2 separate regions of the Dromaius novaehollandiae genome follow, and region 1 is linked to region 2. Evidence: chromatin contacts called from public Hi-C data. All regions are on one chromosome and are shown on one strand. The core of a region is the stretch at or near the end of the contact, and the rest is flanking DNA. Distances in the headings are between cores, read along the strand shown. Region 1 holds the start of ARL8B (ADP ribosylation factor like GTPase 8B). Region 2 overlaps ITPR1 (inositol 1,4,5-trisphosphate receptor type 1).

Region 1 (5,096 bases), core at 2,446-4,945, 140 kb before region 2:
TATGAGTCAGCTCATATTAGCTTTATTACCTAATGCAGTGAGGCAATCCATCTCAGGAGATTTTTGCAATTAAGAAACACCTCACTTAAAATGTATCATCCTTCTCACTTAACTACCGTGAAGTGATAACGTATGCTATTTATGATCCGTCTAGGTGCCTCAGAAGGCATTAAACTAGCAGTGAAGCTGCTTGGAACAATCTTTTTCCCATACTTCTCTGCTATGGCTTCTTTAAGTCAGAGTTACTAATAATAGTCACGAGGACTGAGGGAAGTCTCAGCTCTCAACTGTCCAAAGGAATCTTTTGTTCAGAGGGGCTTCAAGCGAAGTTTTCTCTTCCCAGAAACCAAGGCCTCATTCAAAGGCCTGTCACCTATTTCAAGGTTAAAACAAACAGAAAACCACCCAACCACACACTAATTCAGGCTTTGACAGGAATCCTAAAAAGGGATCTTATCTATCCTATCACCTCAAGGAAAACAGATGGAGTTTAGATCTTAAACCTGACAAACAAATCGGGAGAGTCCGACTCCCTCCCCACCCATTTAATTCTCCTCTCCCAACCTGGGAGTATTAAGCTGACGAGTTTTAGTGCCAAACACGTGGCTCAAGGATCAGTCTATTGGGCTTCAAGTGAGATTTTTATAGTAGGAAGCCTTCTTTTTTGAAATTAAACATCAGCAACCTGTTATTCACCAGTATTCACTGCCTATAGCCTGGAAGCAGAGTCAGTTTACTTGAGTCATGTTTCAGCTGCGCCACGTGACTGTGGCGCTTGGTTGTCTGTCATACCTCCTCATACCGCCATGGCTATGACTTGCAGCTTTGACAGCAAGCCTGGTGAAAGCCTGCTAACAGGCACGAGCTGCAGAGATGCAAATAACAGGTGATATTGCAGACTCCAGCAAGTAAGGGACATTTCAAGGCCTCAGCTAAAAAATCAAGATGCAAGATAGCAATGACATGCGGTATCTCTGAATAAGAGCCATAGGCCATCTACATTATGGAAATTAGGAGCAGGAGGAAATGATAGTCTCCCTTGTGAGCAAGTTTACTCACGCACATGGAAAACTATTTTCATTATGTTTAATATCCAATTAGAGACAGTGACTAACACGAAGCCTTAGCAAAGCAGAAGCTGCATTTGTTGCAGCCAGCTACGACTAGATTTCCCTGCTAAGGTTTTTAAACCTTCTAAGCAAACTAAGCTTGGTGTGATTACAGACAAGCTAAGCGTTTGTTTACACTAGAGGCATAAACATGGCCAAGGAGGATTATCAGCCTAGAAAAAGGTTATTGCAGAATTGGATTGTTTGCCTTTCACAGATTTTTCCACCTTCATGGCAGGCAGCAGTTGTGTCAAGGCTCCTTTGTAATTGGCTTGAGTTTTTCCTCCAGTTACACATGCTTGATTTGATTGGATACCCACACAACACACCAGATTACATTAGAGATCTGCATTAGATTAAATGCACTGTTAGAAGTCTGGTAACAGCTTTGTTACACCGGATGCAGCCTTATAAGCCATACCGAGCTCCTGGTATGTAATCCAGTTTCTAGAGCTACTCTATAGGACTAGCATCTTGCTGTGTCATTCCTTTCATTTTAGTTTTATGGAATCCCAATGCTTTGACAGCTACTTCCATGGAGGCCATTAACTGGCCTGCAGAGAGCAGTTCTTTTCTGGGCGCTAGTTTCCAAATGCACACTAGGAATTAAAATAAGCCAAAGAAGTGACTGACAAGAAGAGAGATCTGCATGCCATGGGCTGCACTACTCTTTCTGTGAGAAGCAATATTGTGCTGGTTACTGAAGCTCATGCTGTATTTTTTATTACTTGTTAGAAAAACCAAAAAACCCAAGACAAAACAAAAACTTGAGCAAGTCTCTGAAGTCTGACATACTCACTCCATTCCACCTCTATCCGCCCCAAAGTCACTAGATTCCCTAATTAAAAACTTTGGAAATGCAACTTGCTATTTCCTAACCAAAACCAGCTAACCTAACTAGGTTGCACATTTTGCACAACTTCCTTATTTCACTCAGTTTTGCAAGCCTATTTGAATGACACTCAGATAAATTCCTGGGTGTGATGCTACTGTGCAGTTGGACTCCTGCAAGATTCAACTCCCAGCAAAGCAAGCTGGATGAAGATGTCAGCTTTATACAGCAGCACTACCACTTGAGACAATCTATATAGACTAAATTTCTATGCAGCTACTACAACTGCACACATCTGCACTACAGTTTCACAAATAACTCCTCAAAGGAGATGTGCTGCTGGTGCTACACAAACAGAAAAGTGAATGGCACTGTGTAAGGTATTACCATCCAGGACTCCAGAAGATGAAAAACCTGCAAAATAATCCCACTGCCCAAATTTAGTTGCAAGAACAAACCAATCAGTATCAGCTCAACTATTAGATGCTTCTATTCAAAAAATATCCTACAACTTGGAAGCTTGAAAAAAAACCGTTGAACAACCCCAACAGTTCTGTTTCAGGTTAGTCCAACAGTTTTTGCTTAACGTACCTTTCACTAGGGTTGTCCACTTCATGCGATTACGACTGGGCCCACTAAGTACTAATATTCTCAACTACACAATATCTTTGTTATGTTTTGATAGCTAATCAGTGTAAAGAGGATGACATACAAATGTAAGAGAATGACAGCCTTTTCCCTACCAAGATATCCATCCAACTGACAAACAATGACACTCATAAAAATATTAAGGACACAGCCTCAAAGCAAGGTTGAGGGTCTGTTCAGATCTGAGGTTGGAGACGTTCACTTCCCGATCCCGGGCGCGCCAGAGCCTCAAGGCAATCGTGCTCCCTGCAAAACAGAAAGGTGCACCGGCTTCCCACCGCAGCCTCCCTACAAGGGCCTCCAAACTCCAGCTCGTCTCCGAGCGCCTTCTGCCACGTGCATCCCCAGAACAGGACGCAGACGAAGCCAAACACCCCATTTAAGCAAGCCATTTTCCCCCCCTTGTTCAGCAACAGGAAAGGCCTCACGGAGGAGGCTCCCCACACCCTTCCTTCACCCGCTCCAGGCGGAGCACCAGAGCAGCAGGCCCAGGTAGGCCGAGCAGCCTGCTGCCACCAGGCCTGGTAGCGGCGCTTGCCAGGACGCACCTCACGGCTACCTGACGCAGGTTTCTGCAACGGAGGTGCACAAAAAGCCGAGGGAACAGCTGGGAGGGAGAGAGGCAGCGCTGAATCCCTGACCGGCGCCCACCGGGGCAGACCTGCGTGCGCGGGGCGAGCGGCGAAGCCACCCCGCGCTGCGCTGCGGGGCCTGGGGGGGAAGGCCGCGCCCGGCCCGGCTGGGCCCCCTCGCGCACACACGCACCGCCCGCCCGCCCGGCCCGGCCGGGCCGCTCACCGCGATGACGTTGACGAAGGTGGTCTTGCCCGAGTACTGCAGCCCCACCAGCGTCAGCTCCATCTCCTCCTTCCAGAAGAGCGAGCGGAACCAGTCCAGCAGCCGCGACAGCAGCGCCAGCATGGCGGCGGCGGGCCCTGGGCGCTGCCTCGCGCGGGCTCCGGCTCCGGCTCCGGCTCCGGCACTGGCGGCAGCGGCGGCGGCTCCGGCCCCACCGACGCCCGCTCGCTGCGACGCGACCCGCCTCACCCCCGCGCCGCCGTCATATGACGCCGCCGCGCCGCGCGGCAAGAGGGGCCGCGCCGCCGCCGCCGCGCCCCGCAGCGGCCCCTGGCGGCAGCGCCGTCGCGCAGCGCCCTCGGAGGACCGGCCGCGGCGGCGCGGGGCGGGGCCGGCGCGGGGGGCGGGGCGTTTCGCCGCGCGCCCCGCCCCCGCGCCATCTTGCGCGGGAGCGGGCGGGGGGGAAGGACCGCCTCCCCCCCCCCCCCCCCTCCGCGCCATCTTGGGTAACGGCCTGCGCAGAGGCCGTCTCCTGCGGGCGCCCGGGAGTGACCGAAGCGGAGGCCGAGGTGCGCAGCTCGCCCGGCCCTTCCCGGGAAGAGCCGGCCCGGAGGCCCCGCCATCCCCGTGGCCTGGGAGCTCCCTGGGGACGTCACTGTGGTCGCCCCGGCGGGACCGGTGTCCCCCGACTCTGCAGAACAGAGTGAAAGAGCAAACCCGTGCACAAGCCTGCGCATCTTTTTTAAAGCAGAACTGATAGGACTCGTAATATTCACAGGGACGGAGAGCTTCCTTTCCGCAGTGCGTTTCACACCTTGTCCAAGCGATCTGCCCTTGCCCCCGAGAGGCACCGTGGCGGATCCCCGTGCACGTGTCATCCATAAAATCCCCTGTCGCTAACTCTGCCGGAGCTCAACCGCGGCATTTGCTGTGCGAGGCCGGGGCCCGAGCACAGTGTTCGAGCAAATAAAAATTTACCTGGGAAAAAAAAAAGAAAAATCATGAGGAGTCTAAAAGCAGCCTGAGGAACGAGCACATTTCCCCTCCTTTAGCTGAAGTACCCTTTTTTTTTGTTGGGGATTTGTTACACACCGCACCATGCCTGTCCCCAGGCCCCGGCGGCAGCGCAGCTCCACACTACCCTCCAGTGGCTGAATGTCACAGCGTGACCCTCAACGCGCGAGAATCGCGTGTAAAACCTGCGCCCAGCAGTACCCCGAGATACAACATGCCAGAAATGCAGCTGGCAAATCCCGGTAGGGCCATCGTTAGCATCGACGGAGGCCTCCCTCGAAAAGAAACCGCGCACCCCGACCTCCTCGAGGCGCGGGGCGCTCACCGGCCGCTGCGGGAGGTAAAACAGGGGTTGCCTTTGTATATTATGTTCTCCAAGGATCCGGCAGCATGTAACATCCTTTGTTAATTGTTTGTTGGTTAAAGTGCGGGAGAGGAATCTCTTTGCAAGTCTCTTTCTGACCGTGGTTTGCTCACGTATAGGTTGACGAAGATTTTGCAGGAGCTGAAAGCTGTGGTGTGTCACCGCGCTCAGATTGCAGACCCGGCCCAGAGCCAGTCTGAGCGGTCAGCCGCTCCGGTAGATGCAGATCATCGCTTGGCAGGTAAAAGTGTCCTGAGGTGCGTACACATTGTAGTACACTCCGAAAACACATGTGGAACGGGCAAAAGCACATCTTATACAGCAACCATGC
Region 2 (4,727 bases), core at 764-3,263:
TCTTCAATAATAATAGATGAATTCCATGAAAAGATAAATACCCACCAGTGTAGGTTATTTACTTGCAAAGCCTCCTTCGTAAAGCCAATATCTTTACCTTGTAGAACTGAGAAAAAAATTTGTATTGGATGGGAAATTTTAGCCTTTGCAGATGATATGTAGGTGTGTTTGTCAAAAATGTATTTGACTTGCTATGGATAAGTTTCAGGGCAGCAGAGAATAACTGGGAACCAAAAGCACTGAACCTGCTTTGAAAAATTCTTCCCACGTTACAGTTTATCGTTGTAACAGACCCGTATCGAAGTTACTGTGCATTATATTTTTAGAATGCGACGGAGGATTTTACACTGGCATAAATTAAGCGGCAGCATCAGATGTGGAACAGTATATTGTTATGGTGCACAGCTCCTGCAGCCTTCGCGCACAGCCCGCAGGATTTGCGGGGAGAGGAGGGGGACCGCTGCACCGCGTGACGCAGCCGCAACCGCACGCTTACGCCTGCTCACCTCTGCGCACATGCGTGTGCACGCCTGCACGACTCCCACCTCCGTGCATCCGCAGAGCCTCGGTGCGCTGCCAGACCTTTGGGTGGGAAACCTGGCCCTAGGACTGTCAGCGTCTAAGCTGAAAGGTCACCAAGATCTACATATGACCGTTCGTTCTTTAGTTTTCCAGAGTTTGCAGTTTCGAAGGCATGTTTTATTTGGGCTGGGACTTTCCTCAAGTTAAAGAGCTTGGTCTCTTATATGCCACGGACCTTCAGTGAGAATTAAATCTCACTTGCTCCTCTTACAATTCCCAATCTTTCAAGCCATTTACAGTAACTGAATATAGTAAAAACTACCTTTGCTACACATTTTACATTGGTAGCTTTAATCTGCTGTTAACATGGTGCAAATATTTTGACAAATTACTGTTAGAAATGCTCCAGTCTCCTGTTCCAAAGAGCTTACAAATTCCAGGTCTAGTTTGTGCAATAACAGTCCAAAGATTGCAGGATTTGTGAAGGGAAAAAAAATATAAGGCAGCCCACAAAAATTTATTAGAGCCTGCATTTCCTCTACTCGAGACATAACAAGTGAAGCACTGTCTAAGTGTAAAATACACAAGAGAAATGACTGTGGTGTAAGCTCTCTCTACCAGGAAAATAATATAAAATTGCATCTCTCCAGCACTTAGGAGGTTAATAATTCTTCTAAATCCAATTAAAAGATCCACAAAATAGCACATATTTTGCACCTTACTCAGCTGTTCTAAAATAGTTTTACAGTTTATCATTGAAAAACATCACTGAAAAGGTTACTTCAGTCAAACCCTTTGAACCAGGATTTTCAGTTCTCTTTCCACCTACTTGAAACCTCAAGACCAAAGTGAAGAGGGAAAAAAAAGCCCCAACTCAAAAACTATATTGAGCGAGTCTGCAGGTGTATTTCATTGGATACTGTTTATTAACTGAATAAAGAAGATAACAGATGTCATTACTTAATCAAAAAACCCACTGGCCTTTTAATAGAAGTTTTACTTAAATCAGTTATTTACCTCAAATGTTAAAAGTCTTCTGAGCTAAATAATTACAGTGCAAACTCAGGGTGCTTTGAGTTTTGCTGCATCTGGTCTTTTTGCTTTCTGCTAGCTACGTGCAAAGATGACGGGCCAGGGACCATCCCTGCCCAAGGGTTCAGGCTCGGGGACAGATCACCATCAGCTCTGCAGAGGAATAAGAGCTCGACAGAGCTCTCTCTTCAGGCAGACAAACAATTTGAATAATAAAAAATACAGATCTAAATCATATGGGAACAGCATTATCCTGAGAAGAACCAGCAGCCCTACAACCGCGGCAGCTACCGCTGCAGCCTCGGCTCCTGGCAGCCTCAGCACGGGCTGAAGTAACTGTAAACAGCTCCACCACATTTATTGGCAATTACTGCTGAAGGTCACACATCAGCAGCAGGCCTAAATTCCAGGAAAAAAGGCTGCTCTTATGTAACTGCTGCTTGAATGTTGGCAGGTGCCCAATGGAGCGGTTCACTGCAATGTAGGGAGGAAAAAAGAAAAAAAAAGTAGGACATCTCCCAGTCACATTCGGCATCCTGCGAATGCCACCTGCAGGTGAAGGCTAACACTTCTCTCCTCCTTACTCGCCCTTCCGTAAGAGCAGCCTCTTTCTCTGGGAGATGCACATCTTAGTGCCTAAGGAATCCTGGCACCTACCTAAATCCAAGGAGAGCAGACTGGGAAGTTGGCACGAGAGGCAGAGATGCTTTAAAGTGGGGAGTGCTTTGCTACCGGAGTCATGCTCCTGGACCACAGAGAACCCAAGATCCATACAATCATCTCAACCTGAGATTTGGAGCACTGCAAAATCTGCACTTGTACGGTGCTTGGACTTCATTGTGGGTTAGGGACTGAACTAAAAGCAAGTCAAGTTGTTGTATCCAATTGCAGCAGGGGTTTGTTACCATTGCATCAAGATTCACACCTGAAAATACTTGAGAAAAATGTAGTTTGGTCCTGAGCTGCCTCCTAGAGAGGCCAGCATTGGTAACAACTCCATCAAGAATAAAAATCACAGGGGTACAAGCCCAGTACGTAAGGAGTAGATTAAGAGAGACTCAGCCCAAGAGCTTTGTACAGAGAACATGTCAGTGTCCTAAGGATTTTATTCTCTCTCTCTTACTAGAAACATCTGCATAGAGCCTATGCTAAGTCGTCCCTATTGGGCTTTTTAATCTGCACAGAGTCATAGCTCGTAACATCAGTCTAACGCTCTCGGAAGGTTTGCGAAGTTGCAGCACCGGGAGCCCAGAGTGGAAACAGAAAGACGAGCTCTGAACACACAACTCCCTAAGATCATGACTTGAATACCCAGCACTGGGTTTTGGTTTTCTATTAAAACCAATCATGCTTTTCTTCCATCTTCCAAGATATGTTTTCTGCTCTTTATTTTAATACCAGTCTTCATAGACCCCATCCCAAAGGTCTGTGCACGTTTACAGTTTACAGGAACTTGAATGTTTTGGAAATACTGAAAAAACAGATTTCATTTTCAGTATATCATAATTTCTGTCCCCAGAAGAAACCTGTCCTGTGAGGCCTGCCTCAATACTAGATGCTGCAGAGTCTGAAAAACATCTGCGAAAGCTTAAACATTTTATCCCCATATTTGTACGAGGAAGGTTCATGGTCCTCAGACCATATTAATAGATGTTAAAAACACGCACCACACCATACCACCTCTCCTGGAGGACAGGAGTTCCTTCCTGCCGCTCCTATCCAACAGTGCCACCAAAAGCTACCTTCAAGAGAAATCCCTCAATAGAAAGTAAATTAACTAGGCCAATGTAAGGCCAGTTGGATTAAAGCCTATCACTCCTTCCCTTCATTTCCACAGCGTGTCTTCAGCTTTGCAAGTACTTCAGAAAGTCAGATTTGCCAGCCACAGAGGTCCCGACTGACACATTCGGTTACAGGCGGTGACAATCCTTCCCGTTCTGCGGGGGATTTCCGGGGCGCCAAGGTGGATTCCAGCGTTATTCACCAGCGAGAAGGGCACTCCCTGTCTGCAGTCAGAAGTTTTAAGAGGGACTGTAACTCCAACTTCCCTACTACTACATCTGATAATAGACAGACTACATCTGATAATAGACCTTTTTTTTTTTTTTTTTTTTTTTTTAAAGAGTTCATTGCATAAGGGTGTTTGGACTCCCCTCATTGAAATTACCTTACAGTAGTAACTGCAAGATATATAGATCTATCTACGCATGCAGTCTCACTCAGATACTGTGAAATTTTAATGCAGCTATGCCATAGGACAGTTACTCTAATATGGTGTTACCCTGAGGGAAGGAGGAGCATTTCAGCTGATCAGAAAAAGTAAACTACCCAGAGTTTGACAGACAGGCAAGTTAATAATTTTGTTAACAATGGAACTTTCTGTACTCTTTGCCCTAAATGTTTACAGTTGCCAGGGGGACAAGGGAAAAAAAGAGAAAAAAAAAGGAAACACAGGGATTTCTTTTGAGAAATTGATTCGAACCAGGGTCTGAAACCCTCTCTGTAAACAGATGATGCTCATTTCCGAGAGCTATAAACACACCTGCTCCATCCAGGGCACCGCTCCACCAAGGAGCAGGAACGTTCCTCCTTCGCAGCCTTCAGACCAAACTCTGAATTGCTCTGCACATGCTGCCTGATTTATTACAGGCAGAGACAGCATGCTACGCCCAGCAACTAAAGGGGAAGATCTTCATATTATGACTTAATTTGCAATTAAACAATTCAAACTTCTGTCTGAAGTTTCTCCAAGATGAATTACACACCCTGTTCTGGGAAGCTGTAGTACCACGTAATATAAGGGGGCTAGCACTTGATGGAAATGTTAATATGCCACAGATTAAGTTTTCAAAAACAGCACATTTCTGGTGGAGTATTCTCAGTTCTAAGAGGAGGAAAAAATCTCATTTTGTTTAAAAGAAAAGAGAGAGAGAGAGAGAGAGAGAGAGAGAGAGAGAGAGAGAGAGAGAGAGAGAGAGAGAGAGAGAGAGAGAGAGAGAGAGAGAGAAATAATTACACCAAAGGTTACGCACCAAAGCACCCCTGTAGCTAAAAAATGTTAAGTTTGGTGTGACACCTGGAGACAGACCTGAGCCTTCTCGTTCTGATCCAGGTCAGAAGCAACTCCACTGGAGTAAGTGGTGTTCCACCACATGAAACAAGAGTCATTCAGA

The links. Hi-C and Micro-C count contacts between places; a contact is called where the count stands out from the background.
Region 1: a Hi-C map of brain shows a contact between it and region 2, with 5 times the contacts expected there. The contact joins the promoter of ARL8B here to the enhancer-like site in region 2. A contact is called at or near these places in 2 of 4 Hi-C or Micro-C datasets (brain and ovary).

What each region holds. Positions count from the first base shown.
Region 1 is chr12:24,933,096-24,938,191 of bDroNov1.hap1, reverse strand. ARL8B (ADP ribosylation factor like GTPase 8B) reads right to left here and starts at 3,695. Exons shown (of 7, transcript XM_026110666.2): 1 at 3,388-3,695. The coding sequence starts at 3,510. It overlaps LOC112988862 (a long non-coding RNA gene), which reads left to right and starts at 3,881. Exons shown (of 2, transcript XR_003260643.2): 1 at 3,881-4,741; 2 at 4,885-5,096.
Region 2 is chr12:24,791,492-24,796,218 of bDroNov1.hap1, reverse strand. All of the region lies in intron 41 of ITPR1 (inositol 1,4,5-trisphosphate receptor type 1), which reads right to left. Among named protein-coding and RNA genes, the nearest start is that of ITPR1, 100 kb to the right of the region's middle. Within about 2 kb of position 2,013, at least 1 of the 2 cell types and tissues checked has open chromatin away from gene starts, as enhancers often do.